Regions from separate parts of the Mus musculus genome. Here regions 1 and 2 are each linked to region 3. The links are chromatin contacts, called in public Hi-C maps. All regions are on one chromosome and are shown on one strand. The core of a region is the stretch at or near the end of the contact, and the rest is flanking DNA. Distances in the headings are between cores, read along the strand shown. Region 1 holds the start of Sorcs3 (sortilin-related VPS10 domain containing receptor 3). Region 2 overlaps Sorcs3 (sortilin-related VPS10 domain containing receptor 3). Region 3 holds the start of Cfap58 (cilia and flagella associated protein 58).

Evidence for each region. Hi-C and Micro-C count contacts between places; a contact is called where the count stands out from the background.
Region 1: a Hi-C map of cortical neurons shows a contact between it and region 3, with 5 times the contacts expected there. The contact joins the promoter of Sorcs3 here to the promoter of Cfap58 in region 3. A contact is called at or near these places in 1 of 39 promoter capture datasets (hippocampal neurons), 3 of 484 Hi-C or Micro-C datasets (cortical neurons and embryonic stem cells) and 1 of 115 datasets of contacts at active chromatin or transcription factors (embryonic stem cells).
Region 2: a contact with region 3 is called in a Hi-C map of cortical neurons, with 2.2 times the contacts expected there. The contact joins the enhancer-like site here to the promoter of Cfap58 in region 3. A contact is called at or near these places in 3 of 39 promoter capture datasets (cranial neural crest, embryonic stem cells and hippocampal neurons) and 2 of 484 Hi-C or Micro-C datasets (both in cortical neurons).

What each region holds. Positions count from the first base shown.
Region 1 is chr19:48,204,756-48,207,455 of GRCm38.p6, reverse strand. Sorcs3 (sortilin-related VPS10 domain containing receptor 3) reads right to left here and starts at 1,431. Exons shown (of 27, transcript NM_025696.3): 1 at 659-1,431. The coding sequence starts at 1,276.
Region 2 is chr19:48,366,909-48,369,608 of GRCm38.p6, reverse strand. The region is part of intron 1 of Sorcs3 (sortilin-related VPS10 domain containing receptor 3); the gene reads right to left. Among named protein-coding and RNA genes, the nearest start is that of Sorcs3, 160 kb to the right of the region's middle. Within about 2 kb of position 1,303, at least 14 of the 459 cell types and tissues checked have an H3K27ac peak or open chromatin away from gene starts, as enhancers often do. A contact at or near this core is called in cortical neurons and hippocampal neurons, where this site is marked.
Region 3 is chr19:47,936,345-47,939,044 of GRCm38.p6, reverse strand. It overlaps Cfap58 (cilia and flagella associated protein 58), which reads right to left and starts at 1,333. Exons shown (of 18, transcript NM_001163267.1): 1 at 1,209-1,333. The coding sequence starts at 1,217.

The DNA of each region.
Region 1 (2,700 bases), core at 182-2,681, 270 kb before region 3:
GTGTGGAAATTCGCTTCACGCCTTAAACTTTTTTCCCTGCCTGCCCCCACTAGGAAAGCCTTCCAGCTTGGATGATGCAGCCCGGCTCCCAGCCTGGCTAGAACGTCATGTGCTGAGCAGCGACCCCAAAATGAACAAGTGTTCTGCTGTCCCTGTGGCCTCAGTCTCCCTAGCTCCCTGGTTCCCTTCACATGACCCCAGGGCTAAAAGGGAGCTCCTCCAGTCTCGGGAATTTGTCTAGAGATTTCTCCACATCAGCCCATGTTTACACTCACGAATTCAAGCATCCATCCTTTCCCCAGAAAAGAAAAAGTCACTCTCCGACCTGGATGCGGGAGAGAGTGACCAGATTCCTCACCCAGACAGCTTTTAAGACACACTTTCCTCTTAGCCCTCCAGACAGCCTCAGTACTGGGGTCTTCAGTAAACAGATGCACACGCCATCTTATAACAAAACTCGGCTAACCTGTTGGGGGCGTGAAGTGGGCAGGACAAACCCCTCTCTAAAAGTCCGGGGATTCTGATTCTCCTTCTGGACCCTGAGAAACTATCTGTCCCTCGCCCCTCTCCTCACCCCCCCCCCCACCACCCCCCGCCTCCCATTACCGTTACCCTCGGCTGTCAGGAGACTAGCGATCTGTGCCAGATGGGTACTCACACTGCTGTTGTGTCCCGACCAGTGCACCATGGCTTGGTTATGAGCCGAGTCCCCGGTCAGTGCAAAAGACGTGCTGGGCAGCCGGAGCTCCTCAGTGGACGCTCCTCCAGTCCGCGTCGCCCTCACCTCCTCTCGCGAACCCTTGGTGTGAGGACGGCTTCCTTTGGCACCATCTGCGAGAGCAGTAGCCCAAGAGTCCCCGCGCTCCAGGGGGCTTGGGGGCTGCGCCCGGCGAGTCCTCCTCGCACTGCCCGCCTGGCTAGGAGATGGAATGCCCGGGACCCACCTAGCGCCTTCAGGCGACATTCCCGCAGCTTCAGTCCGTATCTCCCCGCGGCTCGCCTGGGATAGTGGCTCTAGCCTGGACCGGCGTCTCGGTGCAGCGGCTCTCCGTGCAGATGCCAGCTCCTCAGGCCACCGGTTCTCCGCTGCCCGTGGCAAGAGAGGAGGCAACACTGGTGGTCGTGAAGCCGGGGACACCAGGCGCCCCGGACCTCCTGTCGCGCCCCAAGTGATCTCGGCGCCGGCCAGGACCCATGTTGACAAGAGCAGCAGCCCAGTCCGGGCGAGGGGTGCCCCGGGCCAGCCTGCGGGGCGCTCAGTGCCTGCCGCCTCCATCCCGCTGCGGCTACCACGGCTCGGGCTGCCGAGTGTGTGGCGCCCGCCGAGGTGCGGGTCCGATGGAGGGGGGGTGGGGGGTGCTGGAGGGATGCGCGCGCCGGCAAGCAAGCTAGCGAGTGTGTCAGGGGAATGAGGAGGGGGCGGCCGGGAAGGAGGTGGTTCGCCTGTCCCTTACACTCTTCCCCTCTGGATCGCTTGCTCCCAGGTCCAGAGGGTGATTCCAAAACCCAAAGGCAGTTTATTAAATGCTCTCTCGATGCTCTGGCCGGTTTGATGCTGTTGTTAAAATGCCCCCCCTCCCAATCTTTTCCACCGACCTCTTTTAAAAAATTTGTGAAAAGGAGTGTTCAGAGGGAATAGGGAAATCCTCTTAAAATGGGCAACGCTAGCTGGATCTTGGAGGAGGGGGGGGGGGGGCTCACAGCAGACCCTTATCCGGAGTCTTTCGGAAATCCAACCACCAGCCAGCCAGCTTCGGGCGCGGAGTTGGGAAGCCGCTCCTGGCTGCGTTTGGGGATTCACTCTTCGGTCTGTTCTTGGGAGCGGGAGACGGCGTGCGGGAAGTATAGGGTCTCCGGGAGGAGAAGGAGGAGTAAATTATCTCCACTGCCAACTGTTCTCGATCTGGAGACCAGGGCCAGGCGGGAGCTACCGCTCTGAAGCCAAGCGCGGGATGGACCCACGACTCTGCTCTGGGCTCCCCGCCCCCGGAGGCCTGCGCCCCCTCCCGGTGCGGGGGCGCGGGGAGTGCGTGCGTGCGCGTGCGTGCGCGCAGGCGAGAGAGGGAGAGAGGGAGACCAGGGTGTTCCAGGGCTGGAGGGAGGGCGCCTGGGGGGTCGGTACCTGGTTGAGCTGGGGGGGGGGGGTGTTGCTGGGTGTGCGGGGGCGCGCGGCTCCCTGCGTGCGCGTTTACACTGGCTTGTGTGAGTGAGAGCGGCGGGGCGGGGCGGGGCGGAGTGCGAGGTGCGCTCCGGCCGTGGGTGCTCGAGAATCACGCATAGGCTGTTTGCACATCCAGAAGCCTGTGAGTGGTCAGAGGCAATGTGGAGAACAAGGGTAGCACCCCTCTTCATGAGGCACGGTCCTCCAGCACCTGTGGGCGTCATCAGATTAAGCCGCCTGGAGGTCTGGAAAGCGAGCCTGAAAGCCGCCGGGCAAAGCAAAGGCTGATATTCTGGGGACCCTACACTAGATGTGGGAGGACAGTAGTAGATCCAGGTCCTGTTTTCCTGCCAGGGACTGCTAGGTCTTGCCCTTCTGACCCCCAGACGCGCTTTTGAGCAGGGCCACTTGTTTCAAAGTGTCTGCCACTATTTGGAAGGTCCCCTGCCCAAAGCAGCAAGCATTTATCAGGTCCCCTGTCCCCCGTGGCAGGAGGGTATGCGCGCCTGATGCGACTGGGACTCTTCCAGACCTCAGGA
Region 2 (2,700 bases), core at 54-2,553, 430 kb before region 3:
TGCTGGGTTTCTTTGTGAGAAGGTATACTCATGTCCTTTCATCTCTGTGTTACCAGGAAATGAACAAAATTTAAATATGCCAAATGCTGACTGGGTCCCCCTCCTACCACACCTGTCCCAATAAATACTTGCACTTCCTATGTTTTACTAGGCTGCCCTGTGCTGTAACAAGTGACCGCATACATTATCTCTTTTCCTGGATTTTAAGTTCCTTGGAATTATGAGTTTGTCTGAGCCTATTTTAAGTTTTATTTCCTTAATTTACATACAGCAAAGTCCATTCTTCCTAACGTATGGCTCCGTGAGTTTTGACAAATGCATAAGGTTGTGTAACCACTTGCCTGAGACATTTTTATTCCTCCCAAGGTACTACCATTCTATAAATATTTACTGAATAAATAAATGAGTAGCGGAATGAACCAATACTTGCTGGGAAATGTTTCCACCACGCCAGGCACGGGAAAATTTCGGAGTCCAAAACAATACAAAAGACAAGGTTATAAGTGTCGCGTCTCCTCTCTGCAAAAGCAATTTCTCAATATCAGAAATCTCTAGGAAATGTTTTCAGCCTCTGGCGTGAAGCTTTCAGTGCTGTGGTGAATCCAGAGGAAATAATCAGATAATCATGACGATGTCGTGAAGCCCAGGAAGGTCACAGGGCATTGCCCGCAGCAGCAAACTCTCAGGAATGACACAAACGGCCACAATAGAAGAGTGAGTGACACCAAGATGCTCCAATATCAGGACATTAAAATTAGGCTTTTGTATATATACATGATATTGAGTATAATGCATAATTGTGTAATATGAAGTTAACTGTAAAGACAACTTATAAAACAATATGCTAACAAGGGTTTAGAATACATATTTTATATATATATATTGAATAATGAAACGCATATTTAAAATGTGTGTGTGTGTGTGTGTGTGTATGTGGTGTTTGTGTAAGTATTAACCTAAGTTTACAAATCAGACTACATGCAAGTTGGTACCCTGGTCAGTGGATGCTAGGTCATTTCTTTTCCTTCACTGTTTCCAGATTTTCAATTTCCTTCACTAGGTATTCCCACTTCTATAATGACAAAAAAAAAAGTTATAAAAATAGAGTTGAAAGCCCTTTATTTCTGCTAAAAAAAAAAAAAAAAAAAAAAAAAAAAAAAAAAAAAACTCCTAACCTTTATTTCATCTCTAGATGATTCAGTGGTGGCTAAATTTTCATGCTGGGGATGTGGCATATGGCTCCGCTTAAAGGAGAACGTGCTTGCTGTCGGAAGCATGTTCAGAAATACTCCATCCCACTGGAGGGTGACACATGCCAGGCAGAGCTCCAGGAAGCAGCCCCTGCCCCGGGGGCTGAGGCTTCCTCCTGTTACATCAGGAGAACGAACGTCAACGTCAAATAAAGGATGATGGGCAGGGTCTCTGGCTCAGAGTGATCAGTCTTCACTGCTAAAAGGCTACACGATTTCCCCTAACCTCAAACAGGGGGAGGGATGTGTCATTCATGTCTGCGTCCCTAGCAACTCATCTCTCTGTGAACGGCATGAGCAGCCTTCTCGTCGTTGCATAAGAGAAAAATCTAGAAACTCTCCCCGAGCTTTCTTTGTTTTACCCCTAGAGCTCCGGTTTGCCAACTACCTTACTGATTTCTCTGACTTCATCACCAAGTTGGCTTTAATGTTCATTGGCTTCTATCTTCACTGTTCCTTTTGGCTCCTATAAAGCGCTATTGTCTCTTCCATGTTATATGTGCACTAGGTATGCATCTAATGTATACACCACTAGCACACCTTTTTACACCCCCCCCTTCTCCATTTTACTGTTTGCGAGATAATTTGAAAGCATATCTCCACATTCCGATCCCCTACAGCAGTTCACAGTACATAGAGTACATGGTAAGTAAATATTTGGTGGGTGAATAAATAAATAGAGGGCGGGGCCATCATTAGGTCCTCTGCACGCTCACAGAAGCAGGGATACATCCTAGATAAGGAAGAAAGAGCTTCCTCAGTTTCCAAAGCTCTCTTGGTGCAAAATCTACTAGTACTCACTGGGGAAAAAAAATGCCATCACTTCCCCTCCCAGACTCCATCCCAGTCCAAAGCCAGGTGCCTGTCTTCCTGCCAGGAGCGTCCACAGCTAGCTGCAAATATTCCACTCAGTTTTCCCAGCCCATAACCTTAGCTATAGTGTTTACTACTGTGAACACCATCAGATACATTTAAATATGCTGTAAAGGTCAGACAATTGAAGCATTCCCCTTTTTTAGAATCCATTTCACATCGTGGCAGAGCTGAGGCTCCCGGCACCCTCTCAAGCTCGGCTCTGAAGGTAAATTATGAAGCTTTTTTTCTCTGCTGTAAGGACAACTTCATCATGTATCGTATTCTATGGGATAATGGCTGTAAACCCATCTGTTACAGGCGCGAGCAGCAAGTGCTGAAAGCCACAGTTGAATCTTAACTTCGGAGCCATCACCCTCAATTTCAAAAAAAAAAAAAAATCAGCTGTTAAAAGCAGCCTCACGTTTCAAAAAGTTAGGAGAAAATGATCAGGGGAAGGCATCTAGCCAGCAAATGCAGAAGCCCAGCGACCAAGCTGAGAATATCTGAAAGTGGAACGTGCGGCTTTAAAGCCCCTACTCCATTCTACTTCCGCCAGTCTTCCCTGGTGAGGAACATTTCCCCATTGCCCTGATGT
Region 3 (2,700 bases), core at 84-2,583:
TCTGCAGGTCATCAGCTTGTCCTGCAGACAACAAGTTTTCCAGGGAGGAAAACATGGAGAATGAAGAACAATGAACTGAGAAGAGGACAGTGAGAACCAGAGAAAACACAAAGCAAAGCAAAAGAATGAGGAATAAAAATGAGAGCAAGCAGAACCAAGAAGCGAAGATGGGAAGTGAAGAGTCATGAAAGAGACCAGGTAGTGGGGAGCGGTGATGTGACCACAGTCTCCCGGGACACTGAGTGATGGCAACTGGGAGCAGGGACAGTGTGGGGGGATAAGGAACGATGGGGGTGGAGCTTACAAAGGCAGAGTTGAGGTGGAGGAGATGGAATGGTGAGGAGATGCAAAGGCAGAGAGAGGACAAGAAGCAATTGGGCGGGGCACGGTTGTGCTAGGAGATGTTGGGACCGGGGCTGGTTTCATGGGTGTGGGCCCAGTCACTCACTCAAGACTTAGTACTCAGAAGACTTCTACCTTGGTTAAATTCTCTGCTGTCACAGCTTAAAAGTCTTAGTAATTTTAAAAAGCTTTTCATTTTACTCTGGAACTCACAGATTATACAGCTGATACTGGCTGGAAATGGTATATAATAGGTAAGGTGCGGGTGCACTCTGATAGATCGGTGAAGAATTTAAGTAAGACCAAGATAAATGAGAACTCTGCATGTCAAGTGATGGCAAGGATGTAGGGCTGTCGAGGTTATAGATGAGAGGGCTAATGGACAGACAGGTTACTGAAGGATGCAGAAGTCAGCCCTCATCAGTGCAGCTGAAGATGAAGTGTCCAGTAACACAGGCGAGAGACGGGGCTGCGGGATGTTAACACGGGGTCAATGAGAGCACAGGGCAATGACAATGAGCTGGAGGGCCGTGATGAAAGTGTGACAGCTGGTGATCATGTGTTAGGGGATCAGGGCGCGACAGGTGGAGAGGTTAATGAGGAAAGTAACAATGAGACATTTTCAATAACATCTCTGCTGCGGTATCAGTAATCGCCCGCAGTTCAGACTGCCAGTCACGGTCTGCGAATTCATGAAGAGAGGAGAGGTGGGACAGAGCCACGAGAGAAAAAGCGTGAGGATGCATATAGCAGGGGTGCTTGTGAAGGAGGATCAGAATTAGTGAGTGTAACAAAGGATGAGTTCCAGTAGGAAAGAGATGACAGGAAGAGAACCAAGGAGAAAAAGAGGGGCTCTGACTCCTGACCTCCGTCATCCTGACGCTGTTTGGAGGCGGCCTCAAAGGCTGCCGAGGAGATCAGAAAACTGGGCTGGAGTCTGGAGAAGGGGCTGTGCACTGCCCCCAGTGTCTAAAAGGGCGACACGTTTTTCTGATCGCCAGCCCGGGCGCCGAAATCCGGCGCTCGGTGCGTCTTCGGTCGCCTGGCAACCGCCACGCCCCCTGCCGCTGAGGCAAAGCACAGGTTCGAAAGGGGCGGAGCCCCGTAGGTCGGTACCCGGCAGTGGTCCGCAGAGAAATATGCAAATATATCCTGAAGGGGATGGAGCCAAGGAACCGTGCCCCTGAGAGGCATAGCAGAATCCCCAGACTCAAGAAACCAGTGCACTGTGAATGCATAGAGCTGGGATGGATAATCAGTCTTGTTCGTGAAATGTGGTTTTCTTTCTCTTTATCGCTAGCCCTATTTCCCAACCCTCAAATTCAGCCACAAAGATTGTTAATAAGTGCTTGTGTGCTCAGATATGTATTTTTAAAAAAAATCAATCCCATTTTCTCGTGTGTTTTTATTAGTTTGCTAATGAACGTTAGAAATATGTTCTTTTCTCACTGGGCAGCGTTCTTTTCTAGGGCCTAATTTTATTGCACTGGTGTCCGTTGCTTCAGACTTCTGCTTGGCATTTCAAATTGAAGACCCGACACATGTCATTTCCTTCCTCAAATGTTGAATAACAAGGCTGCCTCCAATTCACCAATCACCACCATAGCCATTGTTGACTGGTGTGCATTTTACGGACCTATATATAAATTCCCCTGTAGGAGATATTGATGAGCGAGGTTGTGCATAGGGGAATCCTAGGGGACATCATATTAGAACACGCATGTGTGTTCTGCAAAAGAAATCTCACCGAAGGGCCACTGGGGCTAAGACAACCTCTCCTCTCCTTTTCCATGTCCCTATTGTAAGATGTATTCTTCCACTTCACCCACTACACATAGGCAAAAGCTCTGTTCCGTAGCAACTCGTGAACCTAAGACGCAGTGACCACGTGACTATCCGAAGCGTGTACCTTTTCCTGCCTAAAAGTGGACTCTGCTTTCCAACAGCAAAGGTGCAATCCCTTAATGGCACTGCCCTATATATGTTGTACCACAGCGAATGTCCCAGGTTCTGCACCCATCCGGCGTTTACTGAGCATCAAGCAAGGGCTAGACAAACATTAGTTCATCTAATTAGGCAATTTTCAAATTCTGTCAATGGGCTGGAAGAAGCAGAGGCACATTTTGCTTTTACTTTCGCTTCCTCCACTGAAGAAATTGAGCATTTTTCTTCCTATGAACACGAGCTGCTCTGGGCCTCCCTTCTGTGAGCTTCCCTGTTCATAACCTTTGCCAACATTTTTATCCCTGTAAATATTTATTGAAATTTCAAAGAATAAAAATAATAAAATGACATAGGAAAATTTTACTTTTCTTTATTTGGACGTTTCAATAACATTCCTTTGGGGAATGCTTAAGT